3 separate regions of the Sus scrofa genome follow, and all the other regions are linked to region 3. The links are chromatin contacts, called in public HiChIP or PLAC-seq and promoter capture Hi-C maps. All regions are on one chromosome and are shown on one strand. Each heading gives the region's core, a stretch centred on a gene start, on an enhancer-like site or on the middle of the called end of the contact. The rest is flanking DNA. Distances are from core to core; before and after follow the strand shown. Region 1 holds the start of PURB (transcriptional activator protein Pur-beta). Region 2 holds the start of DDX56 (DEAD-box helicase 56). Region 3 holds the start of YKT6 (YKT6 v-SNARE homolog).

What was found. Promoter capture Hi-C pulls out the DNA fragments that hold promoters and counts their contacts. HiChIP or PLAC-seq counts read pairs in DNA pulled down with a chosen protein or histone mark.
Region 1: a promoter capture Hi-C map of liver shows a contact between it and region 3, with 4 times the contacts expected there. The contact joins the promoter of PURB here to the promoter of YKT6 in region 3. A contact is called at or near these places in 2 of 5 promoter capture datasets (fetal liver and liver), 1 of 47 Hi-C or Micro-C datasets (heart right ventricle) and 2 of 2 datasets of contacts at active chromatin or transcription factors (alveolar macrophages and skeletal muscle).
Region 2: a contact with region 3 is called in an H3K27ac HiChIP or PLAC-seq map of alveolar macrophages. The contact joins the promoter of DDX56 here to the promoter of YKT6 in region 3. A contact is called at or near these places in 1 of 47 Hi-C or Micro-C datasets (heart right ventricle) and 1 of 2 datasets of contacts at active chromatin or transcription factors (alveolar macrophages).

The regions. Positions count from the first base shown.
Region 1 is chr18:50,507,473-50,511,665 of Sscrofa11.1, reverse strand. It overlaps PURB (transcriptional activator protein Pur-beta), which reads right to left and starts at 1,656. Exons shown (of 1, transcript XM_013985807.2): 1 at 1-1,656. The coding sequence starts at 1,484. The coding sequence ends at 558. It overlaps LOC106506854 (a long non-coding RNA gene), which reads left to right and starts at 1,834. Exons shown (of 5, transcript XR_002340473.1): 1 at 1,834-1,925; 2 at 2,437-2,571.
Region 2 is chr18:50,703,957-50,708,011 of Sscrofa11.1, reverse strand. It overlaps DDX56 (DEAD-box helicase 56), which reads right to left and starts at 2,399. Exons shown (of 14, transcript NM_001244543.1): 1 at 2,305-2,399; 2 at 2,053-2,214; 3 at 763-923; 4 at 325-495; 5 at 116-206. The coding sequence starts at 2,364.
Region 3 is chr18:50,969,808-50,973,794 of Sscrofa11.1, reverse strand. YKT6 (YKT6 v-SNARE homolog) reads left to right here and starts at 2,411. Exons shown (of 7, transcript NM_001244914.1): 1 at 2,411-3,002. The coding sequence starts at 2,899.

The DNA.
Region 1 (4,193 bases), core at 407-2,906, 460 kb after region 3:
TGTACCCTCAGAACTGGGTAACTGAAAAGGCCTCTCTCTTCACAAGAATTCCATGAAGATCTAGGTTCAAAACGCTGACTTCAACGGAGGTGAAGGGATAGACACGGCCAAAGTGTGGTCTGGAAAAATCTTCCCAACAGGTTACCCAGGTACAACACAAACTCAACTGTCAGCAATGGGTCTGGGTAACTCGAAGGTGTTCCTTGGCCAATGTGCAAGGATCTGACCCACCCAGGGTTCAGGAACCTCAGCTGGGAAGCAACAGAAGCTGAGACTGTTTTGCTCAGGTGAGGAGACGCTGTTGTTTTGTCTTCTCTCCTCTCTTTGCAGGTTGCTGTCAGTATCTTGGAACTTCACTGCTTTTCGCTAAGTGTCCGTGACGGTTCTCTTCTGGTTACTTCTCTTAATTAACTATATTACTTTAAATTTTGTTTTCTCCCTCTGGGGCCTCCCTCGCTCCCCCTCCTCTAGCTCACTGGGGGATGAACAGGAAGGGGAGCTCTCTAGCCAAGGGGACGGTGGTGGGGTGGAGAGGCCCGTAGGGAAAGCTGCGCGTTTCAGTCCTCATCCACCTCCTCTCCCTCCGACTCGTCTCCGCCGCGTCGCTCATAAAGCTTATCCCTCTGCCGCTCCTGGATCTCTTTCATCTCATCCGCATACCGGCAAAAGGCGCCCCCGAACTTGCCCCACGCCTTGAAGGGGACGGTGATGGCGTTGCGGTAGGAAGGCTTTACCTCGCTCACGCGCAGGAACACTCCGTACTTGTTGCAGCCCACGTCGAAGAAGAAACGCTTGGAGTCCACCGTGATGGAGGTGCCTTCCGGAAGCTCTCCGTAGAGGCCGCCCCCGGGGCCCCCGGCGCCGCCGCCCGGGCCCCCTGCCAGCTCGTCGTCCTCGCCGCCGTAGTCGTCGATGAGCTTGGCCAGCGCGTCGCGGAACTCGATGAGGCCCTGCGCGGGCAGCGCAATGGTCTGGCCGCTCTGCAGGCCGCCGGGCCCGGGGCCGCCGCCGCCGCGGTTGACCGTCTGGCGGATACGCAGGAAGCGGCCACGCTGGTTCTCCTTGAGGTCCAGGTAGTACTTGCGGTTCTCGCGCACCAGGAACTCGCTCTTGAGCGCGCGCCGCGGCCCACCGCCCTCCTCGGCGCCCGCCGCCGCTGCCACCTGCTCGGGGCTGCTGGGGCCCAGCTGCGCGTAGTGCTCGATGAAGTCGCCCAGGTAGTCGCGGAACTCGGCGGCCACCGCCATGGACAGGGTGAGGCGGCTCTTGGAGCCGCCCGCGCCCACCTCGGCGATCTTGAGGAAGCGACCCTTGGCGTTCTGCTTCACGTCCAGGTAGAAGCGTTTGTTCTGGATGTCCAGCCGCTTCGAGGCCAGCTCCTGCGTCTCCTGCTCGCCGCCGCCGCCGCGGGACGCGGGCTGGAAGCCGCCGGGCCCGCCGCCGCCGCCGCCGCCGCGCTCGCTGCCACTATCGCCGTCCGCCATCTTCTCGGCTTCCGCCGCCACCGCGCCCAGGCCGCCGCCCGCCGCCCGCCTCGCTCGCGCCCCCGCCCTCCGCCCTGCGGCTCGCTCTCCGGGGCCCCCCAGCCTCGCCCGCCGGCCTGCTCACGCGCTCCCGCTGCTCATCGCCGGCCGCCGCCGCCACCCCCCATCGCCCCCGCGCCCCGCCCCGCCACTTCCGGCGGGCCCGCTTCCGGCGCGCGCTTCCGTGACACCACCCCCGCCCCGCCCATTACGTCTTCGCTGCCGGAAGTGTCGAGCGCGGCGGCGGCGGGGCGCAGGGCAGTGACGTCACGGGGCCGCAGGCGCGGGGCGGAGGACCCGAGGGGTAGGCTGGGAAGGATCCCTGGGAAGCTTAAGGGTGTTGGAAATAGTGTGCGCTTGTTTGTGATGGTGGCTTCACAGATGTGCCAAAACCTTTGAAATGTACTCTTTGAATAAGTGCGGTTTATTCTAGGGAAATTATACCGAATACAGTTATTATTTGTAAACAGAGGAATTAAAGGAGAGAGGATGTTGAGGTCGTCTGCGTTAAGAACTACAACGGGGGAGTTCCCGTCGTGGCGCAGTGGTTAACGAATCCGACTAGGAACCATGAGGTTGCGGGTTCGGTCCCTGCCCTTGCTCAGTGGGGTTAACGATCCGGCGTTGCCATGAGCTGTAGTGTAGGTTGCAGACGCGGCTCGGATCCCGCGTTGCTGTGGCTGTGGTGTAGGCCGGCAGCTATAGCTCCGATTCAACCCCTAGCCTGGGAACCTCCATATGCCGTGGGAGCGGCCCAAGAAATAGCAAAAAGACAAAAAAAAAAAAAAAAAAAAAAAGAACTAAAACGAGTTTTATAGGATTGCTGGACAGTAATCTGTGAGTAATGTTTAGCATGATACCTGAGTTATAGTGATGCTCACTAAGTGTGGCCTCTTGCCTTTTTTTCCTATAGTGCCTGAAACATACATGATAATATCATCTTCACCATGACAACAACGTAAGAAAAAATGAAGGACTCAACTAAGCAGTGGTAGTGGGGCTGAAGCGCCTAGGAAGGAGTTAACTTTTATCAAATACCTATGTACAGGTACTGACAACCATTTTGCGCGGAAGAATTCGTGTGTCCATGTTCACGTTGTGTGGAGAAACCGGAATGGATTTAAAAATTGGTTCCCACTGTGGCCCATTGGGTTGAGACTCTGACTGCAGCCGCTTGGGTCCCTGCGGAGGCACGGGCTGGATCCCTGGCAGGGGCAGTGTGTTAAAGGATCCAGTGTGGCCTCAGCTACAGTGGCTGTGGCCAGCGATCAGTCTTTGCCCCTGAACTTCCACATGCCTCCACCCGCCTTAAAAAAAAAGTGCAAAGCATGTCTTTCCATGGGAGGAGGTGTGTGCTGAGAGTCACTCTACGTGGGTCTGAACCCCATTGTAGCTGTGAGGTCTTGCGCAGTTCAGTTCATCTCTAAGGTTCCGTTGCCTCGCTTGTTAAATGGGAGTAATTGTACCTGTCTTGTGGGGTTGCTCTAATGCACACAAAGCACATAACCTGCAACAAAGGAAGCACTTTCCAAGTACTTAATCACCCTTTTTCCTGTTTGGTAAGAAAGACCCAATCAAACAAATTTAAAATAATCGCTATCAACCAAACACAAGGTCGTCCAGGGAAAGATGTCAAATTTGGGGCTTTGAACATTTCAGTCCTGGAGAGGATTTGGACATTTCAAATCCCTAGGGAAGGAAGGCCATGTCAGGCACCACTATGCCTTTACAGGAGATGTCCATGACGCTCCTCTAATTTCTTGCTAAGCAAGCAACTTCCCTGTATAGGGGGTCCCAGCACTCAGCTCATGTGAAGCACTCTCTACCCTTCTGTTCATTTCTACTAGTTTGGTTTTAATGAGTCATGTTCTATTTAATGAGTTAGATCTATTGCTGTTTCCTTTGAAATTTCATTCTTGGCTTTTAAGCTTAGGATCTTCTCCCTTTTCGTATGCTTGGCAGTTACACATTTTCCAAACTTTATCTTTTTTTTCTTTCTAGGGGTGAATGTGCGGCCTACGGAAGTTCCCAGGCTAGGGGTCGAATTGGGGCTGCAGCTGCCGGCCTACACCACAGTCAGAGCAACGCAGGATCCGAGGTGCATCTGCAACGTACATACACCACAGCTCAAGGCAATGGCAGATACTTTTTTTTTTTAGCTTTTATTATTTGTTTATTTATTTATTTTTGCTTTTTAGGTCCGCACCCGTGACATATGGATGTTCCCAAGTTAGGGAGTGGAATCGGAGCTACAGCTATCAGCCTACACCACAGCTCACGGCAATGCCAGATCCCCGACCCACTGAGCGAGTCTGGGGCTCGAGTCCCCATCCTCATGGATACTAGTTGGATTCATTTCCACTGCACCACAACTGGAACTCCAATGCCAGATACTTAACTCACTGAGCAAGGCCAGGGATCGAACCTGCAACCTCACGGTTACTAGTCAGATGTGTTCCTGCTGAGCCTCAATGGGAACTCCAGACTTTTTATCGTTCTTTTTTTTTGGCCACACCTGTGGCATGCAGAAGTTCCTGGGCCAAGGATTGAACCCATATCGCATCCGTGACAGTGTAAGATCTTTAAGCCACTGAGCAACCAGGGAACTCCCTACAGTTTGATTTTTTTAATATATGTGATTGTGTCATATATTTATATTTTATGTTTAAC
Region 2 (4,055 bases), core at 1,150-3,649, 270 kb after region 3:
AGGAATGGCAAACCCATAACTTCCCACCCAAAAAAACCAAAGCATTCCTTTGAGACGGGAGAAGGGATCCATGGCGTATCACCTCACTGACACGAGGCTTCCACAGGGCCCTTACCGGGTTATGCAGCACCAGCTCCTTGAGTGCCTGTACATCCTCGTTAAACGTGGCGGACATCAGAAAAGCCTGGTAAATCCGGGGCAAGTGGCTAAAATGAAGCAGAGCCCCATGAGACTCCAGCTCCAAAGGCCTCTACTAGGGGCAGCTGAACGGGCTGGCCCCCTCGCTCCAGGCCCTGGTGTCTGTTCACAGCCCCTCTTCCTTACCAGAGAAGACTCTTGAGCTCTTCCTCAAAGCCAAAGGAGAAAAGGAGATCAGCCTCATCCACCACCAGCAGCTCCAGGGAGTCGCGCAGTTTTAAGTTGTCTTGCTGCAAGTGGTTTAATATCCGAGATGGGGTCCCCACCACTATATCAGGCTTCTCCATCAGCACAGCTCTGCAGGTGGGCAACACCTCAGTATTGGGAAGAGGGTAGCAGCTGGGACCTCACCACGCATTAGCCTTTTTTTGGCGGGGAGCAGGGAGCGGCACTCCCAGGCCAGAGACTGAACCTGCGCCACAGCAGCAACACAAGCCACTGTGGTGACAATGCTGGATCCTTAACCTGCTGCACCACAAGGGAACTCCTAGCCCTCTTTCTTGCTGCGCACAAACCCAATCCCACATCTCAGGGCAGATTCACTCCCCCACGGCTTTCACTCACCTCTGAGAAGCTGAGTCTTCAGCCGCTGAGACGTTGGCCACCCGGATATCTCGAGCACAATAGGCAGCCAGCTGCTGAATCATGGACTGGGCCTGCCGAGCCAGGTCCTTGGTCGGCACAAGGACAAGGCCTCTCACAGCCTGCTCGACCGCAGGGCCTATCTGCGAAAGAAGAATTCAAGGCTTCAGTCAGTTCGTGTCACCATGGCAACTGGATGCTTTTCCTCTACCTCCTCCAGGCAATTTGACACAACTGCTATGACTTCAACACAACAATCTTTTTTTTTTTTTTTTGCCATTTCTTGGGCCTCTCCCGCGGCATATGGAGGTTCCCAGGCTAGGGGTCTAATCGGAGCTGTAGCTGCCACCCTACGCCAGAGCCACAGCAACGCGGGATCCGAGCCGCGTCTGCAACCTACACCACAGCTCACGGCAACGCCGGATCGTTAACCCACTGAGCAAGGCCAGGGATCGAACCCACAATCTCATGGTTCCTAGTCAGATTCGTTAATCACTGCGCCACGACGGGAACTCCAACACAACAATCTAGTTGTGCTTTTTTTTTTTTTTTTTGTCTTTTTAGAGCCACATCTGTGGCTTATGGAAATTCCCAGGCTAGAGGTCCAACAGGAGCTATACAGCTGCCAGCCGCAGCCGCAGCCTCGGCAACACCAGATCCTAGCTGTGTCTGTGACCTACTCCACAGCTCATGGCAACGATGGATCCTTAACCCACTGAGTGAGGCCTGGGATAGAATCCACTTCCTCATGGATATTAGGTTTGTTACCGCTGAGCCACGACAGGAACTCCCTAGTTGTCCTCTGACCAACCCCCCACCTGCTTCTAGGCACTTCAGAATGTAGACCAGAGGACTCTTCTCCCAGACACTCACCACAAAAAGGATAACTCTCTTTACAGCTACAAAGTTACAAAAAATGTATCCGTTAGGAAACCAGAGTTTCACAATAATCTATAAGTAGGAAGGGAAGAGGTGCCCCCTTTTAAAGTAGGAAAAAGAGAAACCCCATTTACTCAGGATTGTACAAAGAGTGGTGGTCGGAGGGCCTTGACTAGAACCCAAGTGACCTGAATTCCACCCCAGAGCGTTTACAGCAAGAGCACCAGTTTCTTTCAGACCAACCTTCACGTGTAAGAGGCCATAAGGAAACCCGGTACTTGGGAAAGACTTCGGTGGGTGGCGATGGGGGACACAGTCTTCCAAGGGGGCACAACGGAACTCAAACGCCTGCATCTCCCTTCCCGGCCTTTAAAGGCCCCTCCCCCGACTCACCGCCTTCCTGTGGAGCAGCAGCTGCAGCATCGGAATGGCATAAGCAGCGGTCTTCCCTGACCCCGTGCGGGCCCGAGCCAGGAGGTCCTTCCCCTCAAGGGCCAAAGGAATGGCTTTTTCCTGGATCAGCGTGGGTCGCGACCAGCCCAGGTCGGTAACGGCCTAGGAGAGACAAGGGACGGCTCAGGCGGCGCGCTGCCCTGCTGCCACCTCCCCTCCACCTCGGACCGGCTCCTCAGCCCTCCCCAGTACCTGTAGGAGCCGGGGGTCTAGGCCCATGTGTTCAAAACCCAATAGCTCTGGATCCTCCATGCTGCTGTTCTGTAGTGACAGCGCGCATGCGCGACAGGAAGTGCACGCGGGGCCGCGTAGGCGGGTCACAGCAGCAGCCAATCATCTTAAAGGATACGTCACCTCCCGGAAGTATCGGAGCCCCGGCTTCCGATGTTCTGACGGAGGACCGCTGCCGCGGCGGCGGCGCGCAGAACCCGGTGTCTCCGGGGAGAGGGGACGGGCGAGGGGCCAGGGTCGGCTGGGAGCTGTCTGGTCCTCGCTGGTCCGCTGACACTGCCTCCTAAAGGCGTGCTGCGCTGGGATTGCCTGCGGCGGGGGCGGGGCTGCGTGGAGGCGGGTGAGATTCCCTCCTGTGCCCGCCTCCGCCGACCCACAACGGGTCAAACAACCAGCAGGACTGTCCCCCGGTTACATGCTTAGGGCTTTCCCTTCACCTCGAGGTTGGTTTTAACAGCCTCACCCTAGTATTTATTCGGCGTTAGTTATACTTGCATTGACAAATACATCAGTGTTCAAGCGTGCTCGCCTGTGTTCTATTTAAGAACAGGCGTGCGGCGGATGGTAGCTCACCACGTACGAGAAACACTGGTGAGTCCCGCGCCCTTTCTTATGCATCTGGGGAATCTGTCGGATTTGTGTGTAAGCACTAATTTCTCTGCCACTTACGGTGCTCAGGAAAAGTGCACCAACATATGTTTTACAGGGCTGTTTGGCTGTAGCACTGCGGGGAACTTGGGAATCTGAACCGGGGCAACAGCTTTGAGTAGAAAGACACTTGGTGTACCAACACATGATAGAGGCAACCGAGGCTGGCTAAGATTCAGGGTCACAAGCAGTCCAAAGGACAGGCTAGAGCGATTGGACTGTACAAGAATGATGTTTGGGAGAAGGAGATGAGGAAGGTAGGTTGGTCTGGGGTTCCCAAACCTGGCTGCCCCGATGTTGCCTGCACAGCTTGATTAAAAATAAGGATTCGGAGTTCCCATCGTGGCGCAGTGGTTAACGAATCCGACTAGGAACCATGAGGTTGCGGGTTCGGTCCCCAGCGTTGCCGTGAGCTGTGGTGTAGGTTGCAGACTTGGCTCGGATCCCGCGTTGCTGTGGCTCTGGCGTAGGCCGGTGGCTACAGCTCCGATTTGACCCCTAGCCTGGGAAACTCCATATGCCGCAGCCCTAAAAAGACGAAAGACAAAATAAATACATACATACATACATAAAAATAAGGATTCTTGGTCCCCACCAATTGCTGCTGTTAACAAATTCCCATAATCTTGGTGGTTTAATGCAAGTTTATTATCTTTGAGTTCTGTAGGTCAGAAGTTTCATGAGCTCTCACTAGGCTGAAATCACAATGCTGGCGGGGCTCACTGGAGGTTCTAGAAGAATAATTCGGATTTTGCCTTTCCCAGCTTGGCTTGAGGTCCCCTTCCTCTATTTTCAGAGCTATTAACAGAGGGTTGAGGCCTCACATGTCATTACAGCCTTCTTTTGCCTCCCTCTTCCATGTTTAAAGACCCCTGTTACCATAGTGGGGCCCACTCAGATAATCCAGGTACTTCTCCACTTAATGTCAGATGATAGCAGCCCTAATCCCTCTTTGCCATGTTTGGTAACAGTCACAAGTATCCAGAATTAGTACATTGAATTGGACATTTTTGGGGGGCTTATTCTGTCTACCACACTACCCCAAATGTAAACCTACATAATCA
Region 3 (3,987 bases), core at 1,162-3,661:
GTAGCTGTAGCTCTGATTTGACCCCTAGCCTGGGAACTTCCACATGCCGCAAGTGTGGCCCTAAAAAATAAATAAATAAATAAATAAAAATAAATACATAAATTTACAATATTTGCTTCCCCCTCCATATATATTATAAATACTTCTGGACCCTTTGAGAGCCCACTGCAGACATGACATCCCTTTACCCCTCGGTACTTGTGTTTATTTCCTAAAACCAAAGAATTCTCTTACATAACCACAACACCATGATTGAAATCAGGAAATTAAAACAGATACAATACTATTCTGCAATCTATAGGCCTCTAACAAATTTAAGCCTGTGGCCAAAATCTCCATTTCCCACAGCCTGTAACCTACGGTGACCTCTCCTCCTGTTTGTCATGAATGATAACGACACATATAATCATTGCTGTTGTTACTTATTAAACATCTACTATGACCAGAGCTTGGAATATAATGTCTTATCATTTCCAGCAACAAGATATTTTTCCAGTTTTGCAAATGAAAGAGAAACCATAACCAGAGAGGTTAATGGTTTGTTCACTTTTGTGGTTTGGTGGTTTGTGGCAGGGCTGGGACTGAATCCAAGTTGGGGTGACAGCTGGAGGGACGGAATGGAAGGTGGGTCTTGCTTCTGAGAAAGATGGATGAACGTGGGGCGTTTGTAACCACTTTGGCCAAGTTAGTTTTTCTGGGGGGATGGAGGCTGAGCAAGGGTGAGAGGAGGGAGAGAGCTGCTAGGGTGGAGCTGGCTATGAGTTTGTTATGTGGTTTCGTGTTGGTATGTGCGTCTTACTAGCGATCTCCTTAACCTGGGTCTCAGTTTCTATGTCTCTAAGGTGGTATATCGTCCTCTGTTTTTGTGAGGATTAAATGAGGTAGTATATAGGAGTTCCCGTCCTGGCTCATTGGTTAATGAACCCAACCAGTGTCCATGAGGACGCTGGTTTGATCCCTGGCCTTGCTCTGTGGGTTAAGGATCCGGTGTTGCCCTGAGCTGCAGTGTAGGTCAGATCCCATGTTGCTGTGGCTCTGGCGTAGGGCGGCGGCTACAGCTGATTCGACCCCTAGCCTGGGAACCTCCATATGCGGCCTGTGCAGCCCTAAAAAGACATAAATAAATAAGGTAGCATATAGGAAGTGTTTGCTATAAGGGAAACTACTGTTATGTGTCAAGTGAATACATTTAAATATATTCCAACCAAACGCTGTCCTCCTGGTTCCTCCTTTTGTACAAGTTTTGGGGCAAAAGAAAAGGGGCCTGTTTTCCTCAGAAACGGCTCTCGCTCGCCCCCTATCGGGCAGCGGTGTCAGCGCAGTTAGGATAGGACTACACTGACGGCTCTCCACCATCCAGTCTTCTTGTGACACTGTCTAGTGTGCTGTCTGTGGGTAGCTGGCCTGGCATTGGCCAAAGGCTGTTCTTGAGGTTTGGTACCACAATGAAGGAGATGTAAGAAAAATCCCTTTCCATCCTTTGCACTTGGAAATACCCAGGGAAGAGGGTTGGGGAGGAAGGTGCTGAGTGAAAGGGCAGGTGGTGGGAACTTCCTTCAGCCACAAGAATATCTAGAGCAATGGTCCTCTAAACCACTGCTCCCCAGGGCGCATTTGGGAATGTCCAGAGACATTTTTGGTTGCCCAGTGGCGGGTGGAATGCTACATCTAGTAGGTACAAGGCCTAAGATGCTGCCTACAATGCCTGGACAGCCCCCTAACAACAAGAATTATCCAACCCAAGATACCAATAGCACCGAGGTTGAGACACCCTAATTTAGAATGTTTAGAGGGATGGTGTTGATTTTTCAAATGTACCATCTCTTTCCCATCATTTCAGATCTGGCTGCTTCTAGCATGATAGTTGTAGAAGCTTACTGCCAACTTCCAAAGAAAAGGTCCCTTTTTGTGTGTGTCCTTCAAGATGCTTTCTGATTACCATTTAATAAACAAGAAAAGGGCAAGAGGCGGTACCCCTAGGGAACGGAGCCTCATTTATGGCCATCCACGGAAAAAAGCATTATTTTTACATCTCAAGCAAAATGACTTTACACCAAGTCACTTTACACCTGCCCCTTTTGGGGTGAAGCGGCCCTGCTACTCGGTGAGGTCAGCAGTTTGGCTCTCAAATCAGTGGTTAGTCTGACAACTGGTTTCACAGGTGGTGGGGCAGGCCCGGGAGCCTTCACCCCTGCAGGGTTGTGCTCAAGGGTCTTGTGTGACCAGGGATTTGCTCCCACGAGGGCAGGAGGAAGGCCTGGGAAGGGCATGAGCGGAATCAGATCATCTGAAAATGAGAGGCATGCCTTTACCTTCTGGCAGGAGCCTGTAGAAGAAAAGGTTCCTCCCCTTTACTCAAAAGGAGATCTGATTTACAAAACAGGTACCGGGAAGGCGGTTCGCCCATAAATCAAAGTCGCCCCTGTAGGGTGCACAAAGCACTGGCTCGTGGGTGCTGCTCTGGATCTCACTGCTCGGAGGGAGGACGGTCCTGGGGGACCCTGGACCCCCCGAGAAGACTCAGAACCAACCAGTCGGAAAAGGGACGGCCGTCGGAGAGGACGATTGCAGGAAAAGGCTAAAGACTGCGGGAGAAAGAGCCGGGCGGCCCAAGACAGCCCCGAGAGACCGCGGCGAGCGCACGCGCACGCGCAGCACCATGCCCCGCCCCTCGCTCACGTTTCCGGCCGCCCCTCTCTGCATCCGGGGCACGCAAACTCTTCGTTAAGCCTCAGGCGGCCGCCCCGGACCGGAAGCGGAAGTGAACCCCGAGCCAGGGGGAGGAAGCCGGTGGCCGACCCGTCAGCAGCCGGCGGCGGTCTCGAGGGGCGGCGCCGCCCTCCTCCCTGCGAGCCGGTCCCGCGGCCGGGCGGGTGGCCGGCCCGAGGCCTCGGCGCCATGAAGCTCTACAGCCTCAGCGTCCTCTACAAAGGCGATCCCAAGGTGGTGCTGCTCAAAGCCGCGTACGACGTGTCCTCCTTCAGCTTCTTCCAGAGGTCCAGGTGAGCGGGCCTGGGCGGGGATCGCCGGGCCCGGAATCGGGGGAGGCCCGCGGCTCGGCCCCCCGTAGCGGAGCCCAGCGGCGGCCTCCTCCTCCGGCTGTGGACTGTGCCTCTGAGGAACCCTTCTCCCTTCGACCTCGGAAGGCTTTCTGCACCCCGCTCCAGGGCGGGCTCCTGTAGGATTTCGGTCGCGTGAGAAGTAGAACGGGGCTGTGAAAAAGTGCAGATTCCCCAGGTTCACGCCCAGACAGTCCGAACTAGTAGGTTGAAACCCAGAAGTCTCTGTTTTAAGCCCGCAGCTCCCGCTCAGTAGTTCTGACCCGGGAAGCTTGTGTGCCACGCCTCAAGAGCCACGTTTAGACGTTCCGGTGGGGCTTTCTACCCTCCTCTCGGAGAGAGTGCTGTACTCTCCCGTCGAGTGAATGAAGTCACTGAGGCCCCAAGCGATGATGTCGAACCAGCCAGGACTCACCAAAGTTACATGCTCTTTACGGTCCTCTCTATGGTTTGGGAGGACGCGTGGGATTTGTAGGGCTTCCAAGCTTTCAAACATTTGTGAGGCGTGTAAATGCAGTAAGGTGGGTATTCGGAGAACCACAGACACTTCCAGCCGGATTGTGGGGGGGTGGGGGTGACTCAGGCGCAAAAGGAGAAGGACCCGACGGAATCCAGGTCTGTGGTCACCCAGTCCCCAAGTCTGGTAGAATCTGCCGTCTGGATTCTGTTTTCATTCTTTCAGTGCAGTTGTCTTCTTCTTCTTCTTCTTTTTTTTTTTTAGTGAAAGTATAGTTGATGTACAGTGTGTTGCCAGTTTCTGCTACACAGTAAAGTGACTCAGTCGTACACATATTTTTTTTTTTTTCAGTATTATCTTCCATCATGGTCTATCCCGAGGGGCTGGGTATAGTTCCCTGTCCTGTACAGTAGGACCTTATTGTTCTTCCGTTCTAAATGTAATAGTTTGCACATCCACTAAGCCCAGACT